Regions from separate parts of the Mus musculus genome. Here region 2 is linked to region 1. A link is a contact called in public HiChIP or PLAC-seq data. All regions are on one chromosome and are shown on one strand. Each heading gives the region's core, a stretch centred on a gene start, on an enhancer-like site or on the middle of the called end of the contact. The rest is flanking DNA. Distances are from core to core; before and after follow the strand shown. Region 1 holds the start of Xrcc5 (X-ray repair complementing defective repair in Chinese hamster cells 5). Region 2 overlaps Gm30847 (a long non-coding RNA gene).

The links. HiChIP or PLAC-seq counts read pairs in DNA pulled down with a chosen protein or histone mark.
Region 2: a contact with region 1 is called in an H3K27ac HiChIP or PLAC-seq map of embryonic stem cells, with 5 times the contacts expected there. The contact joins the enhancer-like site here to the promoter of Xrcc5 in region 1. A contact is called at or near these places in 3 of 39 promoter capture datasets (the 3T3-L1 cell line, the C10 cell line and cranial neural crest) and 8 of 115 datasets of contacts at active chromatin or transcription factors (the NIH/3T3 cell line, embryonic forebrain, embryonic stem cells and 3 more).

The regions. Positions count from the first base shown.
Region 1 is chr1:72,306,062-72,308,805 of GRCm38.p6, reverse strand. It overlaps Xrcc5 (X-ray repair complementing defective repair in Chinese hamster cells 5), which reads right to left and starts at 1,385. Exons shown (of 21, transcript NM_009533.2): 1 at 1,239-1,385. The coding sequence starts at 1,259.
Region 2 is chr1:72,789,298-72,792,177 of GRCm38.p6, reverse strand. The region is part of intron 2 of Gm30847 (a long non-coding RNA gene); the gene reads right to left. Among named protein-coding and RNA genes, the nearest start is that of Gm30788, 21 kb to the right of the region's middle. Within about 2 kb of position 1,282, at least 9 of the 459 cell types and tissues checked have an H3K27ac peak or open chromatin away from gene starts, as enhancers often do. A contact at or near this core is called in embryonic stem cells, where this site is marked.

The DNA.
Region 1 (2,744 bases), core at 136-2,635:
TTAAATGTAGGCATCACAAAATATGCTGGCTGTGTTCCTTTAATAGGCGGCCACAAATCTACTTTTAAAGTAGCAAACACTAAAAGACTGGGAGTCTTTTGTCAAGAATTAGAGATTCAGAGTAAGGCATCAAAGAGTTTGACAGTGTAAATTCTGGTCTGGAAGAATGGTTTATGATAATTTAAAGTCTTTGGAAGCAGTAAGAAAACCAGGGAAGACAAACTGGGAGGGTACTGCAGCTCTTCATTACCACACTGAAGCAATACAACCTGCTAGAATTTTATCAAGTACATCTGCCACAGTAAGTCCTTCACGGGAGCTACAAAGTTCTCAGCAACTGAAGGCAGAGGAACAAAGGAAGCGAGCAACATCATTATGGGTTCATAATTTCATCAAATTCCCAAATGGGGGTGGAGGAAAACAGAGCTCCGTTATTGAACCCCTATCTTGTTTGTATTAAACGAATGAATGGATCCTTGCCATTGCATCTCTCTCTAGTGATCAAAAACAACCTCTCTAAAGTTTACAGTAATTTCCATTATTAATCTAGGATTCTAAGATCATAGATTCTTAGAAATTGAGCATTCTGTTTTGCTTTTCTTTCAGAGCTCCGAATGAATTCCCATTCACATGTTACCACTCATGGAAAGGGTGACCACGTTCTAATCACTTCAGTTCTTCATGTCTTGCTTGGTTCTCCTACTGACAAGCTAAGGGTAATAATGGTCGTCTCACGGTTTGGTGTGAAGATTTAATTAAATAGGAATAAAGGGCTTAGTTGTGCCTCACACAGTAAGCTTTCAATAAATTCGAGATTTTTAAATTATTATGAAGGTCATAATATTACGTAATATTACACCTTGAGTTATTTCATTCACAGAATCACAAAACCCCTCTGAAGTTTTACGAGCCTGGCATGTAGGGGATCTATCCTCGATAACTTACAAAGATTTTTAGAACCCAGGTTCGGAAGCAATAAAGGACGTCTGTGTTAGCAGGTGGCGTGGATAGAAAGTAAACTGAAGCAACGAGGGAGGAGGGAAGGGTGAGAGGCTGGAGAAGCAGGAGGGAGGATTTCGGAAGCGTGAAGGTGCACAAGACTCAAATGCAGAACTCCGAACCCCAAGTCTTTCGTTTTGAGCATCCATCCTTCAGTGCTGACTCAGCTGCGATTCCCACAGCTTCCACCCTCTAGAGATCCCCGGCTTAGGAAAGGCAAAAGGCCCTGCTCTCGGTACCTTATTACCGGACCACGCCATGCTGGTCCTCAGGTGATTTGATTACTTTTTCCGGGCGGAAACCTAGAGTGTCGCAACTCAGTTCCGGGCAACCCACAGATCCAGACGTCCCGCGTGCAAGGCGGGGAAGCCATGGGCTCTGAGCATGCGCAGAATTCTCTCCCTGCCTCCTTAGGCAAGGCTTTGTTCTCTGAGCCGCTAAAAGCCAGTCAGTACTGGGCTGGAGAAATGGCTCTGCCGTCTAAGACATTTGTCATCAAGCCTGACGAGCCCATTCAAGCTCCAGGCACCCATATTGTGGAGAAAAAGAACCAATTCCACAAGTTGCCCTCTGATCTCCACGTGTCCCACACATCACAATAAGTAAATAAATAAATTTAAAATAACAAGTTTAATAGTAAAAAAGTAAATAGGGGGTTAAAGGGAAAGGGTCCCAGGTTAGGAATGTGTACTGTTTTCGCAAGGGTATTTCAAAGCCCAGCACCTACATCAGCCTTCCGCGGATCTGACGCCCTCTTCTGGCCTCCACTCAATGCACATACCCACATGCAGCCGCGTGCATACATGATTTTTAAAACTAAAAAAAAAATAATAATTGCTATTACTCAATTGATAATAATCCCTTTCGCTAGCAATTTGTATTGGCACTCTGGAGTTAAAAGTCCCCTGTGTAAGATGAATCCACGAAGTCACTTAACTCCTCTAAAGGCCTTCTAAATATGATACTAAAAAAAAAAAAACCATGAACACGATGACCTTAGATCAACGTCCAAAGAGAAGAGTGAGAGTTCACCGAGTTAAAAGAAAAAGATGGCTCACAACCATCTGTAATGGGATCTGATGCCCTCTTCTGGTGTGTCTGAAGACAGCTACAGTGTACTCACATATATTAAATAAATAAATAAATCTTTAAAAAGGAAGAAAAAGTAGGAAAGGCATTCAACTCTACAGACAAAGTGGTTAAAACACCTTAGCCTCTGGGAAGAATTTCCTACTACCCTGGCGTGTCTGTGGCTGGGAAAGATGCCCTTTTCTAGAGATGGAGGCTGTCAATTCCCGTGAGTGTTCACCACTCATTTGCAAGGAAATTGCCCTGCAGTTCTTCCCTTCTGATAACCCTTGCACAGAAACTGCCTGTTTTCTATACAAAAATGACTCACAAGCTGCAGGTGGTTGGACAAAAGGTCCAGAGACCTGGAAAATGTCTGCAAACCTCTGTTCAATGTGGGAAACGTTCAATCAGATTCTCTTTTGTTGAAAATGGTCCCAAGAAAACAGGCACTAAAATTGATATGATTTGGAGAATTTTTGAAGAAGCCTTCAGGGAATGAAGGTTTAAAAATCGAAGCTGATAGGGTTCGAGAGATGGCTCAACAGTTAAATACATTCGCTGCTCTTGAACAGGACTGGGGTTCAGTTCACATATTACAGCTCACGGCCATCAGTAACTCCTGTTCCAGAGGATCCCATACCCTCTTCTGGGTTCTGAGGACACCAGGCACCCAT
Region 2 (2,880 bases), core at 33-2,532, 480 kb before region 1:
TGTTTTGTTTTGTTTTGTTTTGTTTTGTTTTGTTGACAGGGTGTCATGTAGTCCAGGCTGGTCTTGAACTTTCTCTGTAGCTGGGGCTAGCCTTGAACTTCTCTGATCCTCTCACTGCAATTGTGGGATTACAGGTATGTATCACTAGGCCTGGCTCTCCAACAAACATTTTTGATCCTCTGCTCTGGATCTAAGGTTGCCTTACTTAGGAAAGCAAAGATGAACTGACATGACCCTGGGGCTGTTTGCAGGTTAGTGCATGAGAGAAACACAAACAGAATAGCAGAACAAGCTGGTAATTAGTAACAGCAATGTCCTAAAGTGCTCTGAAGCCCCAGAAAACACTTTCACTCTAAATGTGGTTCCCATTATTATGTTTATAGTATTTTTTTCACTGGGAAAGAAGGAATCAAATATTCCTGGGAGTCTGGAGGCCCCAGACACAGGCGATCACCTACAATGGCAGACACTGCGCTCCAAGCCGGCACCGTGACCACCTTTGCTCCCAGGAGAAGCACACAGCAGCTACTTTCTGTTTTCAATGATCCTTGGTGGCAAAGTCAGATAACTCTTCCTAGACTGTGCCACAAAAACAAAACAAACAAACAAAAACCTTCCCAAAATAAGGCTCAAAGACAAGGATGTATTCTTCCCATAATACCTCCTTGCCTCTGGAATAATATTCTACAAGCACCGAATTCAGCGCTCAGGTATTATCCCCATTTTTGCACATGGAGAAACTGATGCTCAAAACTTAAGTGATTTGCTTGAAGTCAAAGAGCTAGTGCGCATCAGGACCAGTTGCCTCTGAAGCTGTGATCCCTGCCTAGATGCTATAGTTTCCCATTCCCTCCTAGAGAGGCAATGGTGAGTGCTCTCACAGGCCCACAGGAAGGCAACCTGGATTAGGAGACATGAATACTAGATCTGACTCTGCCATTCACTAGTACAGTGGCGTTGGACAATGTGCTGTCCCTCTTTGGGTCTAGGGGTACTCATTTGTCAAAGATAATTTGGGGCTCGTGCTTCCTGCAGTCCCCAGAAGGATGATATACACAATAAACAAAGAGTAGGAACCTAGAGCAATACCCAAACAGTGAGGAGGGAAGAAGCTACTTAGACAGGAAGCCCCCAATCCTGTCAGCAACCTCTGCCGAGAAAGGCAGATCTTTGCCAATGTCAGCAAACTACCTGGAGTGCAGTGTATGGGCTAAAGCATCACACACAGTCTCTGTCTCCCCGCAGGGAAAGGACACAGTGTGAAGAAAGAGTCAGAAATGGAACAAAGGGCAGAGGCAGACAGTGTGTGCACACAGAAGGGAGGACAAGGGAGGAAAGCTGAGAGAGCACTGGAGAGAACTCCCCACCCAGGGAAGCCTTCTGTAGGAGGTGTGCCTGTGTTTGGGATTTCTCTCAGACTGATTAATTGAAAGGTCACTCTGGGGCAGAGGGTTACAAGATGAGTTGGAAGCTGGAAGCTGTACCTGGAGCTCGTGAAATCAATGAGTTAGAAAAGGGGCTTTCTCTTTTTACAATAAGAACTCGCAACAATAAATCCAACAGGAGACTAAGCGGCCTTGACACCTGACAGAGCTACCTGGAGCCAAGCACAAACTTTGGAAGAAGGGAAAGAATGGGCTTATAAAACGAGGTCCCGAGGTTGCCTAGCCTTGACCTCTCCAGAGTGACTCAGGTGAAAACCAGGGCACGAGAAGGAGAAAGGGGGCGAGAAAGAGAAAGGGGGAGCACAGCCAGGTGAAAATGGAAGCCAGAGTTCTGAACCGGAGCTCAGGCTGGCGTGAAGGAAAAGGCAATGCTGTGAGATGAGTTCACGAAAATGTGTGAACCTCCCGCCACCCACCCCCAGTATGTTAGTTAGACAGGGAAAAATCAGTAAGACGGACTGAGAAAATGACTCCGTTGGTGGAGTGATTGTCATGCATACAAACATGACCCCCAGCTCCCATGTAAAGTGCTAGCGTGGAGGTGCACACCTGAAATCCCAGTGCCCAGTGGATTAACTCTAATTTCAGTGAGGAAGCCTGTCTCAGAGAAATAAGGTGGAGAGGGCTGGAGAGTGACTCCGGGGTTGAGAGCGTTTGCTGCTTCTTCAGAGGATCTAAGTTCAATCCCAGCACCTCTGTCAGGCAGCTCACATCTGTTTGTAATTCCAACTCCAAGGGGGATTCAGTGCTCCCTTCTGTCCTCCAAAGATACCCATGGCACACATGACATATATACACACAGACATACAACACACATAGCATATATTCATAGAGACACACAGCACACATGGAATATACACACATAGAGACACACAACATTTGTGGTATATACACACAGACACTTGGAATATACACACAGAGACACTTACACAAAAACAAAAATTAATGTAAAAATAAATAAAGTGGAGCGACTAGAAAGATGCCTTAGCAGTTATGAGCATTGCTTGCTCTCTCAGAGATCTAGGATTCAATTCCCAGCAGCTTGCAACTGTCTATGACTCCAGTTCCTAGGAATCCAATACCCTTTTCTGGCCTCCACAGGTACCAGGTATACATATGACATATATACATACATGCAGACAAAATATATACATATATATATATATATGTGTATATATAATATAATATAATATAATATAATATAATATAAAACAATATTACAAAAATAAGACAAAGGTAGGGAGCAATTAAGGGAGGCATATTCATGCATGTGTGTCCCATGCACATATGCACATATGCATGTAGAGACATGTACATGCACATGCATACCCTTCCAAGTATACCTCTCCCAGGCACCAAAAAAATAAAAGAAATGAAACAAGATATTGAGAAAAAAGAAAGGTGCTTTAGAAACGGGAACAGTGGTCAAACAAGA